Linked DNA regions of Mus musculus: region 2 is linked to region 1. The links are chromatin contacts, called in public HiChIP or PLAC-seq maps. All regions are on one chromosome and are shown on one strand. The core of a region is the stretch at or near the end of the contact, and the rest is flanking DNA. Distances in the headings are between cores, read along the strand shown.

Evidence for each region. HiChIP or PLAC-seq counts read pairs in DNA pulled down with a chosen protein or histone mark.
Region 2: an H3K27ac HiChIP or PLAC-seq map of heart atrium shows a contact between it and region 1, with 4 times the contacts expected there. The contact joins two enhancer-like sites. A contact is called at or near these places in 12 of 39 promoter capture datasets (the 3T3-L1 cell line, the C10 cell line, the HPC-7 cell line and 7 more), 2 of 15 datasets of contacts at CTCF or cohesin (the NIH/3T3 cell line and pro-B cells), 11 of 484 Hi-C or Micro-C datasets (the AML12 cell line, the G1E-ER4 cell line, LSK cells and 6 more), 6 of 115 datasets of contacts at active chromatin or transcription factors (the 230-238 cell line, embryonic limb bud, embryonic stem cells and 3 more) and 2 of 9 other capture datasets (liver and pancreatic islet).

The regions. Positions count from the first base shown.
Region 1 is chr7:100,988,851-100,992,346 of GRCm38.p6, forward strand. No RefSeq gene overlaps it. Among named protein-coding and RNA genes, the nearest start is that of P2ry2, 21 kb to the right of the region's middle. Within about 2 kb of position 2,236, at least 100 of the 459 cell types and tissues checked have an H3K27ac peak or open chromatin away from gene starts, as enhancers often do. A contact at or near this core is called in heart atrium, where this site is marked.
Region 2 is chr7:101,265,988-101,269,736 of GRCm38.p6, forward strand. All of the region lies in intron 13 of Fchsd2 (FCH and double SH3 domains 2), which reads left to right. It overlaps LOC115486538 (a long non-coding RNA gene), which reads right to left. Exons shown (of 2, transcript XR_003946843.1): 2 at 1-3,749. Among named protein-coding and RNA genes, the nearest start is that of Gm50587, 9.3 kb to the left of the region's middle. Within about 2 kb of position 2,059, at least 20 of the 459 cell types and tissues checked have an H3K27ac peak or open chromatin away from gene starts, as enhancers often do. A contact at or near this core is called in heart atrium, where this site is marked.

The DNA.
Region 1 (3,496 bases), core at 986-3,485:
TTTGCTCCTTTGAGCCAAGGTCAAACCTGGAGCTTGTGTTTTCTGGTTAGGCCTGTGGGCAGCAAGCTCCCGCAATCCTGTCTCTGCTCCTTCCCTACAGCTTTGACACGGCTGCTGCGATCTAGACTCTGGGTCTCATGATTGTACAGTGAGCTCTCTTAACTGTGGAGCTGTCTCTTTAACCTGAAGAAATTTAGTTTCTAACATGAAGGCATGCTGGCATTTGAAGCCCTTGTCACAGAAATGCACAGCTGGACATGGTCAGAGAAGCTGGGGGATAGCAGTGACTGCTGGTACAATAAAAAGGCACAATAAAAAGATAGAAAGCAAATGTGGAAAGGGGGGAGTTAACCATAGGGTCTGGATTAACCCCCTGGCCTGCTGAGAATCAAGTGCATGCCTTTAATCCCAGTACTCAGGAGGCAGAGGCCAGCCAGCCTGGTCTACATAGTAAGTTTCAAGCCAGCTAGGAATACACAGTGAAAGTCTGTAAACAACAACAACAACAACACCTTCACAATTAGCATTTGCTGTGAAGGTTGCTGATGTGGAAATAGATGGAGATAATATTCTTTAAAAAATTTTTATTTTCTATCATCTTTAAATTCTATGTATGTGTGTCAGTGTTTGGTATGCGCACATGTGTGCAGGAGCCTGAGGAGGCTGGAGGCAGTGGGTTCCCCTGGAGCTGGAGTTACAGGCTTGCCATGTGCTAGGATCTGAATCCAGGTCCTCAATAAGAACAGTAGCCACGCCGAAGCGCTGACCCAACTCCCCAGCCCTGAGATAGTAGGTTTTTATGGAGATGTAGAGGTATTTTCAAATAAGAATGTTAAAATTGCAATGAGCCATGATTAAGGGCTGAGTGTACACGGCCTCCTTTCCCAGCTATGTTCTGGGAATCTCACAAACAAGATGTGGAGAACATCTTAAGTTTCCATGCAACCTGGACTTTACCCTATTGTCTATAACAGAGTAAGTGTAACTTCAGAAGTCACCAAAATTGTATATATGGTGATTTAAATTTTTTTAAATGAAAAAAAAAAAGCTTCTTAAGGCAGAGGTTCTGGGTCCCCAGACTCACTGTGGTATCAAGGCTGGCAATGAATTTCTGAGCACCTGCCTCTGCCTCTTGAGTGCTGCTGGGGTGACAGGGATGTACCGCCATGCTGAGTTTTATGTGATGTTGGAGATCAAACCTTTGGCTTTATACACGACAGACCCTACAATTGAGCTGCATCCCCAGCACTCCGTGTGTGTGTGTGTGTGTGTGTGTGTGTGTGTGTGTGTGTGTATGTGTGTGTGATTTTAAAGACAATCTTGATTTTCTCTTGAGAAGACCACAGTCACACTTGGACATGTCATGTTCTTTTCCTGTACATCTGTCTGTCCATCTGTCTACTTGCTGTGTATATACAGGTGGGAGTCACTTCCCACCATGTGGGTCTTGCGCTCAAACCCAGACTGTCTGACATGGTGTTGGAGCCTTTACCCACTGAGCTGTCTCCCCAGATTTGGCTTTCTAAGCCCCCAAGGCTTAAGTGCATACTCAACTCTTCTGAATAAACTCAATGCTGGTTCATATTTGTTCCCTCTGAAATTCTGTTTCATTTTAAATTTCTAAAATTACATTTTACTTGTTATGTGTGTACATACATGCATGTGTGCACATGTGTATGTGTGTGTGTGTGCACGTGTGATGCGCACACGCGTCTGTGGCATGAGTGTGGAGGTCAGAGGGCAGCATGTGAGTCAGTTCTCTCCTTCCACCATGTGAGTCCCAGGAGTCTACAAACTCCCGCTGTCAGGCTTGGTGACAGGCTCCTTTCTCTTTGTTTTTACTGTTTTGTTTTATTGAGACACGGTCTCACTGTGTAGCCTTGGCTGGCCTGGAACTTAGAGATCCTCTCGTCTCTGCCTCTCCAGGGCTGGGACTTTAATTTTTCAATTAGAGTTGTGGGCAACCAAGCATAACCAATTTGCTAGCCTGGAAATTCTTTTCTGCAGTGAAGTCAAGAGTCCCGGCTGCGCTTAAGTGGAAGCCATTATAAGGGACCTTATAGGCAGCTTAGAGCTCCAGTCTGTGAGCCAATGCCACAGACAGCCTCTGTCCAGCGGCCCGAGGAGAGAGGTGCCCAGAGGAAGAAGTGGAGAAGGAGCTGTGCTCCAGGCAGAGGGCTGGGCATTAATTCAAGCAGGGACTGAACTCTCAGATTCCAATGAACTTTATCAGCTACCCAAAGTGACTCAGGGTGTTAGCGCTGGCCAAAAGACAGTGTACAGACAGGAAAGGGAAGTCACACATCTCCCAGCAGCAGCTTGGATGGGAAGGACGTAGCCATTCCCATTCAGGCCTAGCTGCAGCTTTGCAGTTGAGTAACCTGGAAGACAAATACTAGCCCTGCCTGTCAGAGGAAGAGCCTGAATTTGCAGTCCAATCCCTTGCCCCTCCCCCACCTTGTGAGGATGATGGTGGCCTGGGCACGTACCTGTCCCTGTCCCAGTGTCCTGTGTTCCCAGCTGACTCCTTTTCCCTAGAACACCACAACCACAACTAAAGCTACTATCTTTATTTTTATTTATTATTTTTTAAAAAGTTTTATTTATTTTATTTATATGAGTACATTGTCGCTGTCTTCAGACACACCAGAAGAGTGCATCAATCAGATCCCATTACAGATAGTTGTGAGACACTATGTGGTTGCTGGGAATGGAACTCAGGACCTCTGGAAGAGCAGTCAGTGCTCTTAACCGGTGAGTCATCTCTCCAGCCCGCTACTGTCTTTATTTTTAAAGATTTATTTTATGTGTAAGTATTTTACCTGTCTGTCTGTATGTGCACCACTTGTGTGCTTGGTGGCCATGGAGGTCAGAAGAGGAGATCAGGTCTCCTGAGACTGCAGTTAGGGTTGGCTGTGGACCACCACGTGGGTGCTAGGAACTAAACCAGGGTCCTCTGCAAGAGAAGCAAGTGTTTTTTTGTTGTTTTGTTTGTTTGTTTGTTTGTTTGTTTGTTTGTTTGTTTGAGACAGGGTTTCTCTGTGTAGCCCTGGCTGTCCTGGAACTCACTCTGTAGACCAGGCTGGCCTTGAACTCAGAAATCTGCTGCCTCCCAAGTGCTGGGATTAAAGGCATGCGCCACCACTGCCTGGCGAGTAGCAAGTGTTTTTAACAGCTGAGCCCTCTCTCCAACCCCCTTGCTACTGTCATGGCTTTTCCATGGTGGACAGTGATGTTTCACAAGTCAGAGTTTGGTGGTGTGAGGTCACATGGCTGGGTTCTTCCCAGTTACAACACATGAACTTCCTGTTGAGCCCTCACATGGTACAAAGAGATGAGAGAGCTTTCTGGGCAGAAGTTGAGGGAGGGCTTCCTTTGAACATTTCTTAGAATCACATTTATTTGTGTTGTGGGGAGCACATGTGGAGTTCCGAGGACAACATACTGAAGTTGGTTTGTCATCAAACTTAGGTTTCTCTGGTGACCTCAAGCCACA
Region 2 (3,749 bases), core at 809-3,308, 280 kb after region 1:
TTATAATATTCTTGGCTATTCTTTGAATATGTAGAGTGTCTTTAGTGATATCAGTCACCCCTCTTATTCCTGTATGTTTTGTGTCCTCTTCTCCCCACCCCCATCATTCTGTTCTAATGGAAGTTCATCAAATAGATGGCTTTCTACAGTTAGCAAACTTTTGGTTTCATTGCTTTTTTGTTGTTATTGTTTTCCTGTTTTATTAATTTCTGCTTAGATTTTAATTATTTCCTTTCTCCTGCTTAATTTGGATTTAATTGGCTCTTTTATGATTTTTTTTTTCTTCAGGTAGAAGCTAGGGATGTTGATTTTAGACATTTTCCCTTTTCTGGTGGAGGCATTTGGTAAACATTCCTGCTACATACATCTGTAGGCTCTTTGCACAGTTTTGCTACTGTGTCATCATTCAGTTCAAGATGCTTTCTGACTGGTTTTTCAGCCCTTGAATTTTTGAATGTTGAAAATTTGTAGAAGCTTTCTAGATATATTTCCACTTTAGATTTCTAATTCACTTATGTTGTAGATCAGTAACATACTTCAGTTCTTTGAAATTTACTGAGACTTCTTTTGTGACCCAGTGTGTGATATATAAAGAGTGTGCATTCTGCTGCTCTTGAATGCTGTGTTCTACAAATGCAGTTACATCTTGTTGGCTGATGGCACTGCCTATGTCTTCCATATTCTTACTGCTCTGTGATGCGCTATGCCTTAGGGAATACAAGTCGTGTCCCAAACCTGTGTGAGTTCTAGAGATACGTTTCTCTTGTCCTTCTAGATGGTTCTATTTCTGGCTTCAGCTACTCTGTTCATGCACATACACTACTCAGCTGAAGACTTGAGGCTCTGCAGATTTCTCAGGATCTCTTTCTGCTCTCCTTGTTACTGTGCTATAAACCCTAGCCACCTTGGCCTGCATGATCTCCATGTTCCACTCAATTCAGAGGGCACACTGTCCTCAGCTTGGAAACTTCTTCTGAGCATAAGTTGTGCAGACTTTTCCATTCCCCAGACACTACTGTCTTTCATTGCTTAATGGCCTATGTCTTGAAAACTTTTAAATTTTTGACCATATTTTATGTTATTACATTTATTTATTGGTGGTAGGGCATACTAAATTAATCAAATAGAGGTCAAAGGACAGCTTGCAGGAGGTGGCAAGTACCTTTACCCACAGATCCATTTTACAGGCCCACAACAAATTTTTTAAAATTGTTTCTGGCATGAAATTCAAATCTGGTCCTTAGTATTCCATCTTGCTTTGAACAGAAGTTTATATATTATCTACTTAGTGCTTGGAGTAAGGTCCTGTGCTCTGCAAGTAGAGTTCAGAGGTTCTGCTAATCAGTTTTCTGCAAGTAGCTGCTTTCCTCTGTGTTGGGTGTCAACAAATTCTTCATCTGACTCTCTGTGCCTCATAAAACCAGCAAAAGATAATGATGGACTGAGTACCTCCCATTTGCCAAGTGTATGGGGTTTAAGATGCATTACCTCCTTTAATCCTTCTGATAGCCCTGTGAAAAAGTACTTGTCTTCATTAGAAAAATAGTTGTCTTCAAAAGAGAGTTGAGATCACTAAAGTTTAGGAACCAGATGACTTGCCCAGGGTCACACACAGCAAGTAAGTGATACAGTCAGTATTCACCTCCAGCCAGTCAGTCACTGCTTCCTGTCTGGGAGAACCCCAGAGCTCGTAGCAGAAGACAGCCGCTACAGAAACTCACACAGGGTTCTTCTTACTGCCTTTGCAGGAAGAGTAAGCTTTTTACAACATTTAAGAAAGGAAAAATGTAAGTATGGCTAAGAAGAATTGTTTTGATTGAAGAAAGAAGGGTTGAGAGTGTAGTCCTTAGATAAGAGAGTAAGGAAGAGTGGGATTTTAGATAGGCTGGGTCAAGAAACCATGAGAACAATGAAGAGGGAAAAGGAAGAGATTAGTCTAAGATACTTTAAAAATCCTCTAGAACCACACAAAGCATCTGACATCCCTGTTGTCACTAAAGCCTTCTAGTCCTTTCCGTGAGAATCAGACATGAACTAAAAACAGAAGGTAAAGGAATGTTTAGTATCAGTCCATGCTGGCAAGAGAAAGTTCTCTGGACTGATTCCCAGTACCAAAGCACAGCACATGTTAGCATTCCATATATATTTTTGGAAACTTGTTCTACCCATTTTTATAAATATCTGAGTGTTTTGTGTAATACAGTGAAATGTCTAACTTTCCCTAGAGTATGAAAGAAAGGTCTTCTGAATATATAAAATATGTTTAAGGGACCAGAGAGATAGCTCAGTAATTAAGAATGTTTGTCCATCCTTACTCTCTAACGTTCTTGGTCCTATTGAAGCATTTCAGTATCTAAGCATACTGAAATGTTAATACCCAAGAGAAAAGCCATTACGTACGTATTCTGGTCACACGATCAGTGTGGCACCGTTTTATTTGTTACTGTTGTTGTTTTATTTTGTTGTTTCTGTTTTTTAAATAAACTATCACACCCTCCAAAAAAAAAAAAAATGTTTGTCCTGCTTTTGCAGAGAACCCATTTCCCAGCACTACAACAGGAGGCTAGCATCCACCTGGAACTCAATACCTCTGGCCTCTCTGCACATACACAATTAAAAATAAAATACATCTTTTTAAAAAATGAAAAATTTCACTGGTCATGGTGGCCTTACGAATAATCTATGTACTCAAAAGAAAGAAGCAAAGAATTCTAAGTTGAGACCAGCCTGAAATGCATACATTTCTGGCCAGGCTAGTATATATAGTGATACTCTGTCTCAAACAACTGAATGAAAACTAAACCTCTGTACCCAGTAAACAGTAACTCCCATGAGCCACCTTCAGTCCCAATAAAGGCTGTGCTGCTAGGACTTTGACTGCTCTTCACGCTTCCTAGAAATGGAGTTGGTTTATCTTTTTGTGATGGCTTACTTATTTAGCACAATGTCTTTAAAGTACATCCATTTGGTAGCATGTGTCAGGCAGCATTCCTTCCTTTTTAAGACTGAGTAATATCCATTATCTGTGTATACTGTCTTATTTACCTATCCCTTTAGTAGTGGAACTTAGGCTGTTGTAATATTGCTGCTGTGAACATGAATTTGCAAACATCTGTTTTAGTCTTTGTTTTCATTTCTTTAGGTGTATACCCAGGAAATTTTTGTATACTCCTATTTTTAATTTATTAAGGAAACTTACCATTTTTCACAGCAGATGTGCTATTTACAGTCCCACTACTGGTGTATAAGGTTCCAGCTTTGCTACATTCTTAGCAATACATGCTCTGTTTTCCTTATGATAAAGACACTAATGAAAATGGAGTAGTGTCTCATTGGGGTGGATTTTGTTGATTATTTCTTGTTATGTTTGTTTTGGGGGTTGTGTTTTGATTGATTGATTGATTGTTACAGGGGTTCATGTAGCCCAGACTGGCCTGAACTCAACTATATAGCCATGTGCTACCAAGTGTCACCCTGTAGCCTAGACTGAAATCACACTTAAAGCAGTTCTCCTGACTCAGCCTCCTGAGTGCTGGTATTACAGACATGCTCCATCATACCTGGCTTCATTGTAGGGGTGAATGGATCTCTTATAGCTCATGCTAGCTTCAGCTTTGTGGCCAAAGATGACCTTACATTTCTGGTCTTCTTGCTTCTGTTTCCTGAGTGCTGAAATTGGAGCCATGCACCACTTGGTTTGGGGGAGGCAGAGGATGGAACCCAGGTCTGAATGCATACTAGCCAAGTAC